3 separate regions of the Mus musculus genome follow, and all the other regions are linked to region 2. A link is a contact called in public HiCAR-type and promoter capture Hi-C data. All regions are on one chromosome and are shown on one strand. Each heading gives the region's core, a stretch centred on a gene start, on an enhancer-like site or on the middle of the called end of the contact. The rest is flanking DNA. Distances are from core to core; before and after follow the strand shown.

Region 1 (2,700 bases), core at 15-2,514, 2.0 Mb before region 2:
AGTCGAAGGCTTCTTAGTCTGTAGATATTAGAAAGAAGTGCAGAAGCCCTGTAACCAAAATGGTCACATCGTGGAGAATGTTTGAGACAGTGTTGTACTGTTGCTCTGGCTAGCCTGGAACTCACTATGTAGATCAGACTAGCCTCAGACTCACAGAGAACTACTGTCTCTGCTGCCAGAGTGCTGGAATTAAAGTCTAAGTCACCACACCTCACCTTGGAAGATTATATTTTACTATAAAAGAGGCTGAGACAGAGAAGATCCTACTGCAAGGCCCGTGCCAAGGTACAACCTTGAGAAATTACGTCATGCAAACAAGACCTGAAGTAAAAGTGGTTTATTGGGAGAAGAGGAGTGAGGGCCTAGGAAAGGAATAGAGGCAGACAAGTAGGCATGGAGCCAGTCAGACAGACAGGAGCAAAGCCATGGGGCAGAGAGAAGGGGACCGGACGCTGACAATAGACAGCTGCTGGGTGGCGGGGGGGGGGAGGGGGGGGACGCTTGGGGGCGTCTCTTTAGACGCAGCACACACCTATCACACACGGTGGAGGCAGGTCTAAGTGGTTGCTAGGGTCCTGGGGGCAGGCCAGCAGAATGCCTGAATACCAACAGGGGCTACATCAGGACACCCTTTCCCCACTCTCCCCCCCCCTCCAAAAAAAAAAAAAACACAGTAACTTCAAACTGTCTACCTCAGTTGGTGTTCATTTGTATTTGTTACTTGCCTACCGGTTTGTGGCTCATTTGCTATTAGTCCTTTAGATACTGTGTTTCGTTTTACACAGACAGGGATAGGTAGCCCAGGACCTGGAACTCACTACATCCCACTCCCATCCCACCCCCGATCCAGCCTCCCAGGTCCTGAAGTCGTGGGCTACCTAACCCTTGGCAGGTAACCTTTTATTGTTTTGCAGTCTTTTCCTCCACAATGCCCTTTGATTACTACAGCGCCCCCCCCCCCCTCGTCGCCTGCGTGAGCCGCTCCAGGCCGCCTCTTAGCTGAAGGTCATTTGAAGCCGGGCGGATGGCAGGACTTGACAAAAAGGCGTAGCAGCTGGAGAACCCAGCAGCTCTCGAAAAGCAATTACGCAAGTTGGGGGCAGTAGATCCTGCGGTCCGGGTGGGTCTCCTCCAGCCACTCGTGTCCCCCCCGCAAACCCCGCTTGCACCCGGGCCGGCGCATTTGTCTGACGTCCCAAATGCGCCATTTCACTGTGTGCTCAGGTAGCACCACCCCCTTGGCTGTCCCCGGGCGCGTAGGAGCGACTAGTCTCTCGGCGCCGGAAATCCGGGACACGTGACCAGGTGACAGCCTTCGCTCGGTGGCGGGGCTCGCTTGAGGTGCTGCGGCACGGGATGGCGGAGGCGCCTCCGGTCTCAGGTACTGTCCCGTTTCCCGCGCGGGACCCCTAGGGTCTAGCAGTCTAGTCCGAAGGGTGCGGGCCATTGCGGTGGCAAGTGGGGTGCGTGCTGCGCGGGGACAGTGGCTCGCGAGGGCCAAGCCACGCGCGCTGCACGTACGGAACCCTCCTCCATCTTCCACGGGATGGGGAGGCTCGGCCCCTGGGTTTCCGAGGAGAGCGGGCGGGTCCCGGCGCCAAGGGAGCGGACGTGGGCCTCTGGCGCCCCCCGCGGGGCTCCTTCCGGCCTTCCCGAGGCCGCGCGGAGCAGAGTCCGGCGGGCGGGCGGGCGGGCGGACGGCCGGCCGGCCGGGCGTAGGCGACTCTCCGTAGCGGGCCCTGGAGGCCAGCGAGTTTGCGCGCTGTGCTAGGGGTGTGTTCTTTACCTCTCGGAGTGGCGGGTTCCGCGCGCGCGGGCCAGCCAGCCAGCGGGCCCAGTCCTGAGGGGGTGTGAAATCCCATATTGAGGTGCGTGACGTGATCCAGTCTCAGTTACCTCATCTGTCAGCCTGGAGTAGTAAGCTAATTCCCAGACCCTCCCTGTTCTCTCCCTGATTGTTGGCTCACTCTCCCTCCTGGAGCTACCCCTGTGGTAGAGACAGCCTCATTTGACTGTTCGTATAAGCTATTTCCATTTTCTTCAAGGTGTATTGGTCAATCCGGGCTTTCAAATTTTGTGGACAGCAAAAAAAAAAAAAAAAAAAAAAAAAAAAAAAAGGAACGTTTTGCATGGGGTATTAGTACACATTTACCTAAATGTAAATGTGAACCGAGAAGCTGGGGCGCTAGTTCAAGTGTTTAAGAACAGTAGCTCCTCAACAGAGCAGTCACGTTCGCTTGCACAACCACCTGGAAAGCTGTGCGATCTGACGCCCTCTTCTGGCCACGGAGGGCATCAGCAAACACGTGGCATATATCCCGTCCCTGTCCCCCCAAAGCACCCTTGCTAAAACAGGAACACAAGATTAAAAGAAAAGTTTTTTTGTTTTTAAAGTAAACCAAATGTTTCAGTGCTATCAGACATGGTAGCGCACATCTTTAATCCCAGCCCTCGGGAGGGCGAAACAGGAGGATCTTTCGAGTTGGAGTCCAGCCTGGTTTACATAGTTGCAGACCATCCAGGGTTACATAGTGAGATCCTGTCTGGGAAGATGGGGTTGGAGGCCGAGAAGCAGAGGTTTCTTTTACTCTCAACAACATACTCTTAACATTACTATTAAGAAGAAGACCACGATGACGACTTGTCACAACCCACTGTGTAGATTTGACATAATGGCCTGCTCTTCCTGAAAATCACAGC
Region 2 (2,798 bases), core at 58-2,557:
AGAGCCCAAAGACTACAATAATACACCTGCCTAGTCTGAGGAACATACAGAGGATTAGAAAAGAACATCTGTCTCCGTGGACAGATGTTCCTCTCACCCCCCAGCCTCATCCCTAAATCCAAACTGAAACTACCAGGAGCAGAGGAGACCTTACCTCTTTCGAGGCCCCTTTGAAGATCCTGGGTAAGATCTTCAGTGAAAGCCTGGACTAGGCTAGCCCTCAGGATTATACAATTACAGAGGACAGTCAGCTCCAAGGGGAGAGCGGGGACAGCAGCAGGGAGTCCTGGAGCGACAGGATGCTGGTCTCACAGGCTGTCCCATGAAACACAGCCCAAATGGTTTCCAACCCAGAGACCAACCCCACTCCAACCAAGGCTTCAAGAAGGAATTCAGTTTTTGCTCAGACAACTTTGGAAAGAGCAGGAAGTTCTCTAAATCTCCTGAAAATCACCTCTTCAAATGTTCCTGTGTGTGTGTGTGTGTGTGTGTGTGTGTGTGTGTGTGTGTGTGTGTGTGTGTGAAAAGAAGAAGGAATTAAGCTACTGAAAGACAATCCCACCCAGTCTCTTCTGGGCTTTACGCAGGACTCCATAAGCCCTAGGAAAATCACCTCAATCCTAGAACCTCGTAAAAGAAGCTCATCTTTGAATGCTGGTGATTTGCGGGGTGGTCTGAGGGGGGAACTGAACCTTCTGGAAGGTCGTTCTTACCTTGTAGAGTGAGGAGGAGTTCCCTAAGCCCTTCCAGTGTGTCTTGGGCCGATTGCTGTCGCCTCAGAGAGGGACGAGAATCCCTGGTGAGTTGCTGAAATTATGTAGGGAGGCATTAAGGATCAGTCTTTCTCCCTTGTAACAGAGACAGGGAGGGACACATATTCCTGTCACTTCTGTTTCTAAGGACGGAGGTCAAGCTCTGTTCCTTCCCCCTAGACTAGGGTGAGATCATTACAAAGCCGCTTTCTGACATCTTGAGGGTACAAGGTGAGAGTCCCAGCAACCACATTACCTTAGCCTGTCTAACAAGCTGGTCGTTCTTTTCCCTCCACAGGTCCAGGCTACTGGAAAATGTTTTGGGGAGGGCTGGAATGACCTGGCTGGACATTGTCGCCGAGGTAGATCACTGTTACCCGAAGGGGTCTTTTCATGGGTGGAGGCTGGTCCCACCGGTGTCTTCACCCTAACCGCAAGAAGCCACTTCTGCACCCCACCGGACTCCCCCCGGGTCGCAGCCGGGCTTGCTCTCCCTGACCAGAAACCCACCTCTCAGTCCCCGCCACCACCCACCGCGCCTGTGGTTGGCCAAGCTGCAACACTCTCGGCCGCGGTTGGTTGTCTTCAAGAGACGGTTCCGCGGGAAACTGAAAAGAAACCCGGAACAAGGAGGCGGGGAGACAGGAGGCCAGCCACATGCCAAGGACGAACTGCTGGGTCTGCAGGGCCTCCGCGGGGGTCAGAGTGTTGAGGCTAGTTTAGGAGGAGTGGGTCTTGGCACCAGTCTCTGGCGGCGCTCTGCCTTAGAACCAACGGCAGTCCAGGTTTCCCCGCTCCGTGGCTGGAAGACGGACCGCGCGGTGTTTGCTGGGAGTTGTAGTACTGTGGAGAACGCCCAAGAAAAGATTCCTCATCACCCATCCCTACCCCCACCCAACCCCCCAACCCCGGAAGAAAATGTCTCCCGAAAACTAAGGACAGGAGACTGAAGCCCTTGGTAATCTCATCCTTTCTCTTTGAGAAAAACAAAAAAACAAAAAACGCGGAGAATCGGACATTCCTACGCAGAAAGGAAGGAGAAAAAAAGTACTTGACACTATGTATATGGTAGCAGCAACTCAAAACACTTCACAAAAGACATACAAGAGCCCCAAATAAAGCTGGGCGTGGTGGCACACGCCTTTAATCCCAGCACTGGGGAGACAAAGGCAGGCAGATTTCTGAGCCTGGTCTACAAAGTGAGTTCTTGGACAGTCAGGGCTATACAGAGAAACCCTGTCTAGAAAAAGAAAAAAAAAAGAGCCCCAAATAAAAAGCTTAGAAAACAAGAAATCACTTTCACAGGTTTAACAAGATTTGCTTTTGCCTTGTTGTTATCATTTTTGAAGGCTTGTTTTTATTTTGTGTTTTTTAAAATTACGTTTATGCGTCTGTTTATGGGTAGGTACATGTGAGTGCATGCAGGACTGATGGGCAGAGATGCCCAATGCCCTGGATTTGAATTTTAGTCCTTAGCCACCTGACATGGGCACTGGGAACCAACCTTGAACACAGGCCTGAGGGCCTGCACGAGCACTAAGTACTCTTAAGACGAGCCGTCTGTACAGCCCGATGATATTTTTGAGAGTTTCACTGTGTAATCCTGGCTGGCCTGGTACTGGCTTTGCAACCTCCACCTGATGGTGATCCTCCTGCCTGAGCCTCTCAAGTGCTAGAATTACAGGTGTGCACCATCTTATCCAGCAGGCAATGAGAGTTTTGTTGTTGTTGTTGTTGTTGTTGTTGTTTCTTTTTTGGGTGGAGGTGCGGGGGGGGGGGGGTGCAGTGGTGGTGGTTGTTGTGTTCTTTTTCTTTTCCAGAGAGGCTTTCTCTGTGTAGCCCTGATGCCCTGGAACACCCTCTGTACACCAGGCTGGCCTCAAACTCACAGAGATTAGCCTGTCTCTGCCTCTCAAGTGCTGGAGTTAAAGGTGTACACTGCCTCGACCATACGTGGCAACGTTCACCATTCTTATTTTTTATTTTTTTAAAGACTCATTTATTTACAGTGTTCTTCTTCTACCTACATGTATGCTTGCAAGCCAG
Region 3 (3,099 bases), core at 568-3,067, 2.0 Mb after region 2:
TGCTGTCCAAATAATTTTTTAAAAAATTCTAATTAAATTTAATTCTAATTGGATAGTCTAGAGTAGTCTCTTCTGAACACACTGACCCTTAAAATTAGGGAAACACCCCTTCTTTAAAATGCTTTTCCCCAAAATCTCATTACTCATCAATTCAGCAGAATTCTGCTGGAAACACATCTAGAATAAAAAACGGCCAGCACCCCAGCAGACAAAAAAAAAGTTTTGTTTTCACCCAACTTTTAGGGAAGGGGGAAAAAAAAGCAAATCTTCCGAAAACAGACTTCTCACAAAGTCCTACTTCCATTTACTTAGCAAAACCCCAGTGCCCAGAATGAGCCCTCGATCTATTGACCTTACCTGGCGGGTCACCAAGGCTGCAGCAGAGGCCAGCTCTGTCTCTCCTCTTCCCAAGCTCGCTGAGATTTCCAGAAGGGTTAAAGTGGCCTTCCTTTAGCTTGCAAGCTTTTCTCTTAACACTCTCTTTTGCCCATCTCCTTTCCCCTACCCAGTAAGCCTTTAGCTTACTGCCAACCACGAGACTTTTCAGAAAATGAAAGCAAAAATCTCTAGCAAACTAACGAAGTGCCCGGTCCACTTTTTAAAACCATATAAAGTACACATGTCATACAAAGACAAATCACGAACGAGTAAGGCACAGTATTCCCTTCAATCTCTAAAAACCTAAATGTATGTAAATTCAACTCAGCAGTACAAGAACATATTTTGGAAATGTTTTTCTTTCAGTCCTTGAAAATTGCGAATTTTATTAATTTTAATTACCTAGACTCAGATCACGCTACTAAGGTAATCAAGAGTCTTTGACCCAAAAATTTTCCTCCAAAAATAAAAATAACCAAAATGTGGTTCCTACAGTGTTCGCCACGATGCTCGGACGCAGACTGACCATAGTAAGTGGCACTTTAGAAAAACAAAACAAAGCAGAAACCCTTAAACCGCTCCCTTATTTCTACTGTTGTTTATGTGCTAAGCAGTCGGTCCTCCAGGGGAAGATGGGACCGCTGTCTCTTACCACCGCACCCCACAGCTCCTCGCACGAAGCCTGGAAGAAGTGGCCATTCAATAAATGCCTACTAAACACTTTTGTCTAACAAGTTGGGGCATTCCCAAACGCTGACTCCACCCCTGTCGTCGGCCGCTGGCTCCCGAATCCAGACAGCTTATGGCCTTGCTCTGATGAAACGAAACCTCATCGCTCAGGAGGACCCAGGGCAGGATCAAGAGAGCCACTCGCCTCCATCCCGCAGGGCAGCCGCTCCTCGGCTCATCCCGCTAGGATGCAGATCCCGAGCGCGGGTTCCCACAGCATCCCGAGAGGCTCCATGTCCAGCAGCAGATCTGCAGGGCACTAGTCCCTGCCCACCCCGCACCGACAGCCGGGCGTCGGGACACAGGGGACGCCTGCGCACAAGAACTGAGCTACCACCCTCCTGGCCCCACCGAGGCGAAGGGTAACAATACCCCTCAGCAGTAAGACAGGGTGGACAGGCGGCCCCGGAACGGCTGCGCGCTCCCCGATGCCTCGGCGCGCTCCCGGTGCACAACCGCCTGCACGTGAGCGCGCCCCGCGCGCGCGCGCCCAGGCCACTCTAGCTGATAGGGTCGCCTCACCTGAGCCGGGCTCCGCCCCCCTTCTCCTCGCAGGAGGAGGCGGTGGCCCTCCTCCGCTCGGACCGACCCTGAGGAAGGAGGCGGGAAGGTCCAGACTGGCTTCCCCGGCTGTGACTTCCGCCCGCCCCGCCCCTCGCTCCCGGCTCCTTCAGCCCGTTCGCGCGGTTCTTTGAGGACCCGGCGGAGGCCTACAGTAAACGGATGTGAGGTACCCATGTCACCGCCTCCACAGGCCTCCAATGGCCAATCATCAGGAGGGCGGGGCCACAGTAGGAGTGACGTTCTGAAAATCTGACCAATCCGCCATCCCAGGACCCCGGCTGTGTTTACTACCACAGCATCCGTGAGCGCTCTGACCAATCACAATTTGCCTTACAGCCCGTAAAACTGTTCTCAAAGATCTTTGAAGGCGGGACTTATCACTTAGCAACACCAGGTTTGGCCTGTAGAAAAGCTATTTTATGTCACGCCCAATCAGAACTCAGCATGAATAAGGAAAGCTAGTGTTTTCCGTCTACTTGAGCCAATCGCAATGACTACTGCCAGCCCTGAGTCCCTCCATTGGCTCGCGCTGACTGTGACCTGGAGTCTGAAGGACAGGTGACTTCCTCTCGCTGTGAGCTGGAGATTACTTCTAACTTGTAGGTTTGAGAAAAGATGTAAACGGAACCCCAAGAAGCCGAGTGAGACGAATGGCGAGCTTCACAATGAGTAGGAAATGCCGTCGGTCTAATGGTGGTTGGGTGGATCGTCGCCCGCATCGCGTCTCAGTTGCCCAGACGTCCAGCATAGCAACGGGAGGGTCGGAACTCAGTCCGACGTGTGCCCACCAAGCCATCAACTCCAGAATCAAGTTTACAGTCGCCACCACCTTAAAACTTCAGGGCTCAGCCCTCTTATCAATGCCGCAAAAGAGTCTGCTGGACCGGGTGGGAAAGAGGAAGGCCCGGCTGCCGCCTTGGCCTCTTGCGGTATACCACCGAGCAGTAAAATCAAGATTATGTGTTCTAGATAGCTTTCCTGTTACTTTGATAAAACTGAACAAAGCAGTTTGGAAGAGGAAGTGTTTACTGGGCTTATCACCATGGTTTCGGAAAGTCCTGGGAAGAATTCAAACAAACCGTAGACTAAAGCTACCTCCTGGCTTGGGCTCAGCTGTCCTTGTGCTCAGTTCACGCCTGCGTGAGAATGGACAGGCCACAAGGGATGAGCCCTACTAAGTCAATTAATAAGCAAGCAATCCCTTTTCCCAAGTGAAGGATAGTATAAAATTCTTAGTTGGTTCACAAGCTAATAGGGTTTCCTAGGGCTTCATCCATCCTTAGTTTGCACCAGTTCCCAACCCCAATAAACCCATATAAAAACCACACAATCCAGTTATAAATATAAGCTATGTACCTAGACTGGACAGCTCTAGCACTGTGCTAACTTATTCCCCAGCTGCGAGACCCTTTGCTATTTGCAGTTTCT

The links. HiCAR-type assays count read pairs that join an accessible place to other places. Capture Hi-C pulls out chosen DNA fragments and counts their contacts.
Region 1: a contact with region 2 is called in a HiCAR-type map of astrocytes, with 2.9 times the contacts expected there. The contact joins the promoter of Nfx1 here to the promoter of Fancg in region 2. A contact is called at or near these places in 1 of 484 Hi-C or Micro-C datasets (B cells), 2 of 115 datasets of contacts at active chromatin or transcription factors (astrocytes and embryonic stem cells) and 1 of 9 other capture datasets (adipose tissue).
Region 3: a promoter capture Hi-C map of liver shows a contact between it and region 2. The contact joins the promoter of Zbtb5 here to the promoter of Fancg in region 2. A contact is called at or near these places in 1 of 39 promoter capture datasets (liver), 1 of 484 Hi-C or Micro-C datasets (B cells), 1 of 115 datasets of contacts at active chromatin or transcription factors (the NIH/3T3 cell line) and 1 of 9 other capture datasets (liver).

The regions. Positions count from the first base shown.
Region 1 is chr4:40,969,679-40,972,378 of GRCm38.p6, forward strand. Nfx1 (nuclear transcription factor, X-box binding 1) reads left to right here and starts at 1,265. Exons shown (of 24, transcript NM_023739.3): 1 at 1,265-1,381. The coding sequence starts at 1,357. Gm52692 (a long non-coding RNA gene) reads right to left here and starts at 481. Exons shown (of 2, transcript XR_003955193.1): 1 at 1-481.
Region 2 is chr4:43,008,994-43,011,791 of GRCm38.p6, forward strand. It overlaps Fancg (Fanconi anemia, complementation group G), which reads right to left and starts at 1,308. Exons shown (of 14, transcript NM_053081.2): 1 at 1,009-1,308; 2 at 714-807; 3 at 155-286. The coding sequence starts at 1,104.
Region 3 is chr4:45,010,595-45,013,693 of GRCm38.p6, forward strand. It overlaps Zbtb5 (zinc finger and BTB domain containing 5), which reads right to left and starts at 1,818. Exons shown (of 2, transcript NM_173399.3): 1 at 1,630-1,818. It overlaps 1700055D18Rik (RIKEN cDNA 1700055D18 gene), which reads left to right and starts at 2,216. Exons shown (of 1, transcript NR_166789.1): 1 at 2,216-3,099.